2 separate regions of the Mus musculus genome follow, and region 1 is linked to region 2. Evidence: chromatin contacts called from public HiChIP or PLAC-seq data. All regions are on one chromosome and are shown on one strand. The core of a region is the stretch at or near the end of the contact, and the rest is flanking DNA. Distances in the headings are between cores, read along the strand shown.

Region 1 (4,529 bases), core at 577-3,076, 540 kb after region 2:
TCGAACTCGGAGATCACCCTGCCTCTGTCTCCTGAAGCCTGGGATTAAATGTGTGTGCTGCCACAGCCTGACACCTCTGTGAATTTTTATTCTGTTGTGTCATGAGCACAATCATGTAATTTTTAAAAAAGATTTATTTATTATTATACATAAGTACACTGTAGCTGTCTTCAGACACACCAGAAGAGGGCAGGGCGCCAGATCTCATCACAGTTGGTTGTGAGCCACCATGTGGTTGCTGGGATTTGAACTTCAGAAGAGCAGTCAGTGCTTTTAGCTGCTGAGCCATCTCTCCAGCCCCCGAGTAAAATGTTTTTAAAGTTCATCCATGTCATATCAGCTTATCAGTATCTCATTTCTTCTCATGGTTGAATACGTTTTGATGTGTAGGTTATTTTGTTAAGCCAGCTCTATGGGTTATTTTCAGTCTGGCTGTTGTGAATAGTAGTACTGTGAGCACCCATGTGTAAGTTTTGTGTTGCCATATGTTTGTTTCTCTTAGGGAAGGATGCAGCTTCATAGGATAATTTTATGTTATTTTGTGAACAAAAATTCCTGGATAGAAGCTGACAACAAAGGCTGACTGACTCATTAGAACTTTAATGATGTGGAAATGATGGAATGTTGCCAAGCCAAATTATCTTGGGCTATCTTTAACACACTTAATAACCATTTATTACCTTCCTCTCCGTGTGACCTAATATCTTTGTGACCGTTAGGTAAATCTTTTGGAATGTACAGACAGACCCCTGCAGATAACATCTGAAGTCCATAGTTTGATTTCCCAGCTTTTCTAATATTTCTACCAATGTATTCAGAAAGGGTCTTGATTTATGATTTTCTTGTGTTACTATAAAACTTTATTAAACTGTTACATTATTGGAACATGGCATTTGGTAAACTATTTCTGGGTATAATCACTCACATTTGGCTTCAGAACAAACCATGTTTTTTGTTCCTTTGAGGTAAAAGCCCCCATTTTTCTGTCTCCTTCCTTCTCTGTCTCTTCTTCCTTCTTTAGAAACTTCATCCCTGTTTACCAATGTGGCTGCATCATTTTACATTTCCAACAATGTCTGAGGATCCAGTTTTTCACATTCCTGTTATACTTGCTACTGTTTCCCAGTCTGCTTAGAGATACTGTGCCTGTCGAGGCACATCCTAAACACGCAGCCAGAGCTTACAGCAGTAAAGCTGTCGTTTGTGCTTGTGCGGTCTTCTGCCCAGGCAGATATGGGTGCTTCGGGCCTTCCCTTGTCTTCCTTAAGCTTGGCCACTGCAATTTTAGGAACATTCTGGAGGTTCCCTCTGTGGATGTTTTTTCCTTACACTTTCCCTTTTATGTTTTTGGTTAACTTGTTTGTTCCAACTGCTTCAAGCAGCTGGAATGTTAAACAGTTGCAGCTGGTTGTATTTGAGATGCTCTTTGGGAAACTCTGAGCACAGGGCAAGCTCAGGATCAGCTCAAACACGGGAAGGCTTGAGCTTCTGAAGGACCTGTCAGTTAGCTGAAATGATTGCAGTTCTCCGAAATAGAGCTTTGATAGTGTACCAGCACATTTCTCACCTCTCAGGGGCTGCCTGGCATCTGGCTTCAGTCTGTGAGGGTTGTTTCTTCTCAGAATCACTATGAAACTGGGGAGAGGCAGAGAGGGATCTCTATTCCTGTGATAAAACTGTAAAAGCAACTCGGAGAGGATAGGGTTTATTTCTGTGTACAGCCCAGATCCCAGTCCATTGTCAAAGGAAGGCAGCACAAGAACACAGGCAGGGCAGGCCGCTGGGGAACCCAAGCATGGCTCTGAAGCGATGCTGCTTAGTGGCCCTCTCCTCCTGCCTTGTTTAGTTTGCTTTCATATACAACCTAGATCTGCCTGCTTGCTCAGGGTGCACTCCAACCCCCCTGGCCTTTCACATCAATCATTAATCAAGAAAATGGCCTACCAAATTGCCTGCAGGTGTTTTCTCAATTGAGTTTCTTCTTCCTAGATAATTCTAACTAGTGTCAGGTTGATACAAATCTACTAAGACCTTAAGTAAAACCACTAGGAAGCTAGCTGCCCTACCTGCATTCAGCCACTCTCCCATAGCTGGTTATGTATTTTCTTCTCCTTTGGAGCTCTTATAATTGTAAAAGGATGAGTCAGTTTTGCAGTCTGAAAATTATTATTCATTTATAAGCTGGGTGGGGTGGCCCATGCCTGGACATGAATCACAGAGCAGCCTAGACTACACAACAAGACCCTGTCTCAAGCAGACAAATGTGGCAAACATGTCAATATTTCAGTGTTAGGTATAAAAAAGATACTGAGACAAACGGTCACTTATGTAGTTGCTTTGTCAGTCAGGCCAGACCCTGTCAGGAAATTGCTCGAATGGCCCCATTCATTCGTGAGGAAATAGTGCAATGCTTTAGACACACGTCACTTTTCTTCTGTCTAGCATCTTCAACCTTCTACTCCTTTGGTAATTTCTTTTTGCGCTAAACATGTATGTTTCGGGGCTGGAGAGATGATGGTGCAAAGGTTAAGAGCCCTTACTGATCCCCAGATGAGCAGTTCCTTGACCCAAGCTCTGTGACTCCAGCTCCGGGAGATCTGGAGCCCTTGTCTGGCTTTGGAGGGCACTTGAACATATGTGGCCGTGCACACACCCTCTCTCACTGTAAATAAGAAGAAAACGAAATGTTAAAGAAATATGTATGTTCAGATTCCAACTTCTTGGGACCAACTTTTACCTTCCTCATACACCAGGTGTTTTAGAATTACTCAGGCCATCTAGGTGATTGAGCCCGCCCTTCTGTGGGAGGGTTTCCTGACCATCTTCCACCATCGCATCTAGTGAGATGAGCTTCCATATGTTCTTCTACATTTGGATGAAACAGTTTGATACATAAAACCACAAACTCTGCTATTTATTCCCCAGAAGAGTCTGTTGTCAAAGACAGTCTGGAAGGGGACTGACTGGTCTGGCCACCCAGTCTCAAAACCTGTAAAAATAGCCAGACTTAAAATGGAAGGCAGGAAAGAGGAGATTTATTCAGTGTGGCTACTTGGAAAGAGGGGCAGAGATTCGGGCCCCTGCCCTCAATCTGTCTTCAGGATCCTGGAGAGAGATTAAAGTTTAAATAGCCGGCCAGGAATGTACACATCTGTGGTAACAATCAAGGTGTCTGCTCTTCCGCTCTCACCCTGGAAGGTGGTCTGACAAGCTGGTGGAGCTGTGTGAAATCTTTCCTGGAGACAAATCCTTTCTTTATCTAGCTCCTTCCCTTCTCCCAGCATGAGATTCCTGGAGAAATTCCCATTTCTTTGGAGTTCATTGTTTCAATAGTGTGAGTCAGATTGAGAGACATTAGTGTCCCTTTAGAATACCTTTATCTCTGCCAGTCTTGTGCAGCTGAAGAAGGCCTATCACTCCTTATCCCCCTGCCTCTGTCTCTCAAGAGTAGCAGTAGGCTTATAGGTGTGGGTAGTCGTTTATCCATTTCTAAAAATAACTATCATTGCTAGGCATGGTGGTATACACCTTTAATCCCAGCACTCCAGAGGTAGAGGCAGAGAACATCTCTGTGTTTGAGCCCAGTCTGGTTTACATAGTGAGTTCTAGGTCAGCCAGAGCTACAGAGAAACCCTGTCTTAATCTTCTCCTATCTACAGTCTCTCTCTCTCTCCCCCAAAAGTGATTTTTTTGATTTGTGGCCTTTGTTCCATTACTATAAAAACGTCCGGACATTCGCTTCCATGTTGGAACATGGAACTTGGTGGAGCCTAAATCCATGTTCCCGATATGCTCTCTCCAATTTGGCTCCAGAATAAACTTTTGAAGAACCAGTCTACCTCAATTTTAGGCTTAAAAATGATCTTATAGTAAAGCCAAACTAGGTTCATTTCTGTTTATGATTGAATCTCTGTTTCTCGAGAACTGTGTTATGTCCCACCCTGTAGCCTTAACTACAAAATGTTCTGAACTGCCTGTTCCAGGAATTGCAATCCTGCCTTTATTTTATTTTATTTTTATTTATTTATTTTAAGATTTATTTATTTTTTATATGTAAGTACACTGTAGTTGTCTTCGGACACACCAGAAGAGGGCGTCAGATCTTGTTATGGATGGTTGTGAGCCACCATGTGGTTGCTGGGTTTGAACTCTGGGACCTTTGGAAGAGCAGTCAGTGCTCTTAACTGCTGAGCCATCTCACCAGCCCCCATGCCTTTATTTTAAAAAGTTGTTTACACATCTTGCTTTTGAAACTTAACTTTGTTTCATAGGGTTATGTGGCCACCAATGACTACCTTGTTATGTTCACCTTGCAACCAAGTCTTTGCTTCAGGAAGAACTAACTTATGTTCTGCTCCTGTAACTCTGCCTATTTTGCCCACCAAACCCCTAATAAAACCCCCTAACCCTGAGCTGTATAAAAACCTTGTCTTCCTCACATCCAATGCTGCTCTCTTGCACCCCACCTTAGGGGGAGGCAGCTCATGTACACAAATAAAAAAGTGTGCTGTAATTAATTTGGCCATGAC
Region 2 (4,036 bases), core at 149-2,648:
ACTGTCACTGTCTCCAGACACACCAGAAGAGGCATCAGATCCCATGACAGATGGTTGTGAGCTACCATGTGGCTGCTAGGAACTGAACTCAGACTTCTGGAAGAGCAGTCAGTGCTCTTACCCGCTCTTACTCCAGTCCTATTTAGTTCATTCTAATGCTTAACCCAACCACATATGTCATGCTTTAAGAACCTAAAGTGCAGATTGAAAACAGAAAAAACACAGGTGGGCAGTGGTGGCGTACACCTTTGATTGGGCTCTTAAGAAGCAGAGGCAGGCATATCTCTGAGTTCCAGACCAGCCTACTTTCCAAGTTCCTGGCTAAGACTACGCAAAAAAGCCCTATCTCGAAAAACCAGCACACATACATACATACATACATACACACACACACACACACACGAGAAAAGGGTTTGTTTTAAAATATTTTAATGGCAAACCATGGTCACAATTCAAAGCAAAGCTAGCAGTATTTAAACACTGTGCCAGTCTATACTTGAGACACTGAATTTGAAAATTAAAATAACTTTAAAAATGAGCATAATCTAAATGACGAAATCTTCATTTTACGATTTCTGCTTATTGACTGCAAAATAAAGAAAAATAATTTCAGTTCTTAATATTCTTAATCCATAGTATTAGTGTGGTAGATGGGCTCTCTCTGAGAGCCTGGACTTTTAAGGAACTTTCAACTGCCTCTCAATTTAATTTAAATAAATCTGTTTATCTGTACACACACGTCCTCCCTGGCTCAGAAGAATTTCACTTTTCCTTCTAAAGAGTAAGTCGTGTGTTTAGAGGCGGCTTGTAAAACCCTTTCTGTTAAGTGTACCACTTCCTATACATGGGACTTTTTTGCCTCCTCTTTGTAAGATGGCTTTTTCCCCTGCCCCGCAGCTACGTCTGGGTTCCTAGGTCACCCCGGGATCCTTCATCCTGGTCCAGTCCCATACGGTTTTCCCGATTTCCGCGCGGGGTGGCATCTGAGGGCCGAGCGCAAACCCCCTGCGGCTGGCGCTAGCTAGGCGTTGTCACCCGGGAGCAGGCGTGGGCCAGAACGCGGGCGAGTCCAACGGCGTGCGGCTAAGGGGTTCCGGGGCCCCTCGGTGCGCCCGGGCAAGCCGGGAGTGCAGCTGTCGAGGAGCCGGAAGCTCTTAACGCGGGCGCCGCGCCGACCACAGGCAAAGCAGGAAAGAAAGGGGCTCACTGCGGCGGACGGCCCTGAGCCCGCGTTAGCGACAGCCCGCGCACGACGCCCGCCCGGGCCTGCAGGGCGAGCGGGAGACCGAGGAGCAGCCTACGCCTCGGCCCGGCCCAGCGGGGACCCGCCCAGGGGCCACTCCCCAAGGGAGGCAGCCAGTCACTCGCCCGCCCCGCCAGGCCCGCTCCTGAGGGGACGGACTCCCGCCCGCCCTCACACCGCGCCTCACGCCAGGCCCCCAGGCTTCGGGTACCTCTCACCTTTGACGACGCGGTCGGCCCCGAGAGGGGGCGGTGGGGGCGGGGGCGGGGGCGGCGCGGCCCGGGCCGGCTCCGGGGCGGCCATGCTGGGCCCGGGGCTCGGCTAGGTGCCGGGACGGGCGGGGTTGGGGGCGGGGGCGGCGGCTACCAGAGCCAAGCGGCGGCGCCGCCGGGGAACATGGCGGACCCTCTTTCCCTTCAGAGGGGCTAAGACCGTCATGCATCGCGCGTGCAGGGGCGGGGGCGGGACAAGCTCCAGGGACTTGAGCAAAATTACCGAGGCTACTACAGAAACGGAAACAGTCCAAGGGATCAGGTGAAAATTCCGTACATGCAGAAAGACAAACCAGTAAAGAGAGGTTGCAGATTAAACTGAGGGGCTGTTGATAAAATGCAAGGGGAAAAAAGGACGGTTTTTTGGCCGCTTTGGAGCCCAGGAAAATGAAGAGGTGTAATTTGATCTCAGAATTTCCCAGGCCTAGACAAATATATGACAATTTATCTACAAAATCTAAGTGATAATACTATGGCCAGAGAGAAAAATGAAAGAAGCATCAGGGAATCTATAGAGTGGCATTATCATTTAAAATGAAATTTTCCCTTTAATACCAGACCTCAGGAGGCAGGGGAAGGCAGAACTCTGTAAGTTCAAGTCTAGCTAGGTCTAACCACTCAGGGCAACAAAGTGAGACTGTCTCAACAAAACGGGGCCCTAGAGAGTTGCATAGAATTCGAACTCTTGCTTTGAGAGTTTGGAAAAGTCCAAAGGCACATAAATTCAGCTGGAAAAGTCTAAGCACCACGATTTAAGAACCAAAATGGATCAAGGGAAGTAGGGAATGACACCAAGAGGTGTCCTGAGAACCTGTAAGATTCCCCTGGAAAGCCATTGCCTCTCTCGTAATTCACTGAGCAAATAAATTTGAAGGCAGAGAGATGGTTCAATGGATAAAGGTGCTTGCAGCCAAGGACTGTGATTTAAGTTCCTTAGGACTAATCCCCATGGCCGAAGGAGACAATGGAAAGAAGGAATTAGACTCCTTCTAGTCTGACATCTACTAAAACTTGTAAATAAAGAAATGAAATAGAAAAAAATGGAAAGCAGAGACTAAGTAGGTAGAAAATAGGAAATTAGTTCCTTATCTTTGTACATACTCGGAATTTGAATTTGGGCAACTTGCAGAAACAGATCCAAGTTGACCAGCATCCAAGAGGTCAAGAAACAAGTACAGGTGGTCCTTAACAGTTATTAATAAGATGCTCAGATGCTGAAGGCATAGGCCACCAAACCCAGTAATGGAACCACAGGGCACACAAGGTATTAAAAGAGAACTGACTAGTACAGCTTACTCTAGCCTTCATGTGTCCTCCTCATACATATGCACAGTCATTACACTTCTTCCAAAAAGATAGAATTGTGTGTATGACACGAGCAGTGTTGAATGGTTCAGGGGCCAACATATCTACTAAGGCCCATGTCTCTATGTTATAGCATCCAAATAGGATGAAACAAGAAAGCCCTCTGTATCTTATTACTCAGTAACACAAGTTCTCAGAATCTGTCCTCAGTGATTAGGAGGGCAACGTTCTCAGCATCTGTTGTTTCTTTGTGTTCATCAGTAAGATCAAGATCTGGAATAAATAAGGAGGGAAAACCCAATAGACATTCTTTGCAAAGGGAACCTTCCAAATTATTTTCTTTTGTGTGTTTATGTGTTTTACCTGCATGAATGTCTGTGCACCACATGTGTTCAGTCTCCATAGAGGGCAGAAGAGTAGATTATATTCCCTGGAACTAGAGCTACCAAATATTGTGAACCACTATGTGGTACTGAAAACTGAACCTGGGTCCAATACATGAACAGCTTGTTCTCTTAACCATTGAATCATCTCTCCAGCCACTACAAAATACTTTTCAAAGGAAAGAGACTGTTGGGAGTGTGTCATGGGTGAAGATAGCTCTCATTATCACAGAGATATTCTGACTCTTAAGGGGAAAGGAAAGGGAGCAAGGCAATAGGAAGAGCAAAGGATTGGAGTCACATCACACACCTGGAATGCAGAGAGGAAAGGCACCAAGGCTGGTACTGTACTGGGAGTGAGTTTGTCAAGGTGGTTTGAATGCCCAGAAGACAAGGGGAGGAATGGAGAATGTAATGCACTGAGTGTCCCAGGCAGGGGAGGGATAGTTAACACGCTAACAGCCATAACAAGAGGGAAAGACTCTTAAAGATATGTTGACTCCATAAGTGAGTTTGTTTTTTTTGTTTGGTTTTTTGGTTTTTCGGTTTTTCGAGACAGGGTTTCTCTGTGTAGCCCTGGCTGTCCTGAAACTCACTTTGTAGACCAGGCTGGCCTCGAACTCAGAAATCCACCTGCCTCTGCCTCCCAAGTGCTGGGATTAAAGGTGTGTGCCACCACACCTGGTCAGTTTGTATTTTTAAATTCCTCTTTGGCTATTCATTTTCACTTGGTCAAAGGCATTTCATATAAATGTTGAAGCCTCCCGACCCCAGAAGAAAAGAGCAAGGACATACAAAAGTAAAAGACAAGAGATTAAATACAACTATCTTAT

Evidence for each region. HiChIP or PLAC-seq counts read pairs in DNA pulled down with a chosen protein or histone mark.
Region 1: an H3K27ac HiChIP or PLAC-seq map of trophoblast stem cells shows a contact between it and region 2, with 13 read pairs. The contact joins the enhancer-like site here to the promoter of 1810062O18Rik in region 2. A contact is called at or near these places in 2 of 39 promoter capture datasets (neutrophils and pre-B cells) and 4 of 115 datasets of contacts at active chromatin or transcription factors (extraembryonic endoderm stem cells, memory CD8 T cells, pancreatic cancer cells and 1 more).

What each region holds. Positions count from the first base shown.
Region 1 is chr14:21,085,680-21,090,208 of GRCm38.p6, forward strand. The region is part of intron 1 of Adk (adenosine kinase); the gene reads left to right. Among named protein-coding and RNA genes, the nearest start is that of Adk, 35 kb to the left of the region's middle. Within about 2 kb of position 1,827, at least 124 of the 459 cell types and tissues checked have an H3K27ac peak or open chromatin away from gene starts, as enhancers often do. A contact at or near this core is called in extraembryonic endoderm stem cells, pancreatic cancer cells and trophoblast stem cells, where this site is marked.
Region 2 is chr14:20,544,895-20,548,930 of GRCm38.p6, forward strand. 1810062O18Rik (RIKEN cDNA 1810062O18 gene) reads left to right here and starts at 1,399. Exons shown (of 6, transcript NR_033571.1): 1 at 1,399-1,450. It overlaps Ppp3cb (protein phosphatase 3, catalytic subunit, beta isoform), which reads right to left and starts at 1,679. Exons shown (of 14, transcript NM_008914.3): 1 at 1,462-1,679. The coding sequence starts at 1,546. It overlaps Usp54 (ubiquitin specific peptidase 54), which reads right to left. Exons shown (of 21, transcript NM_030180.2): 21 at 4,018-4,036.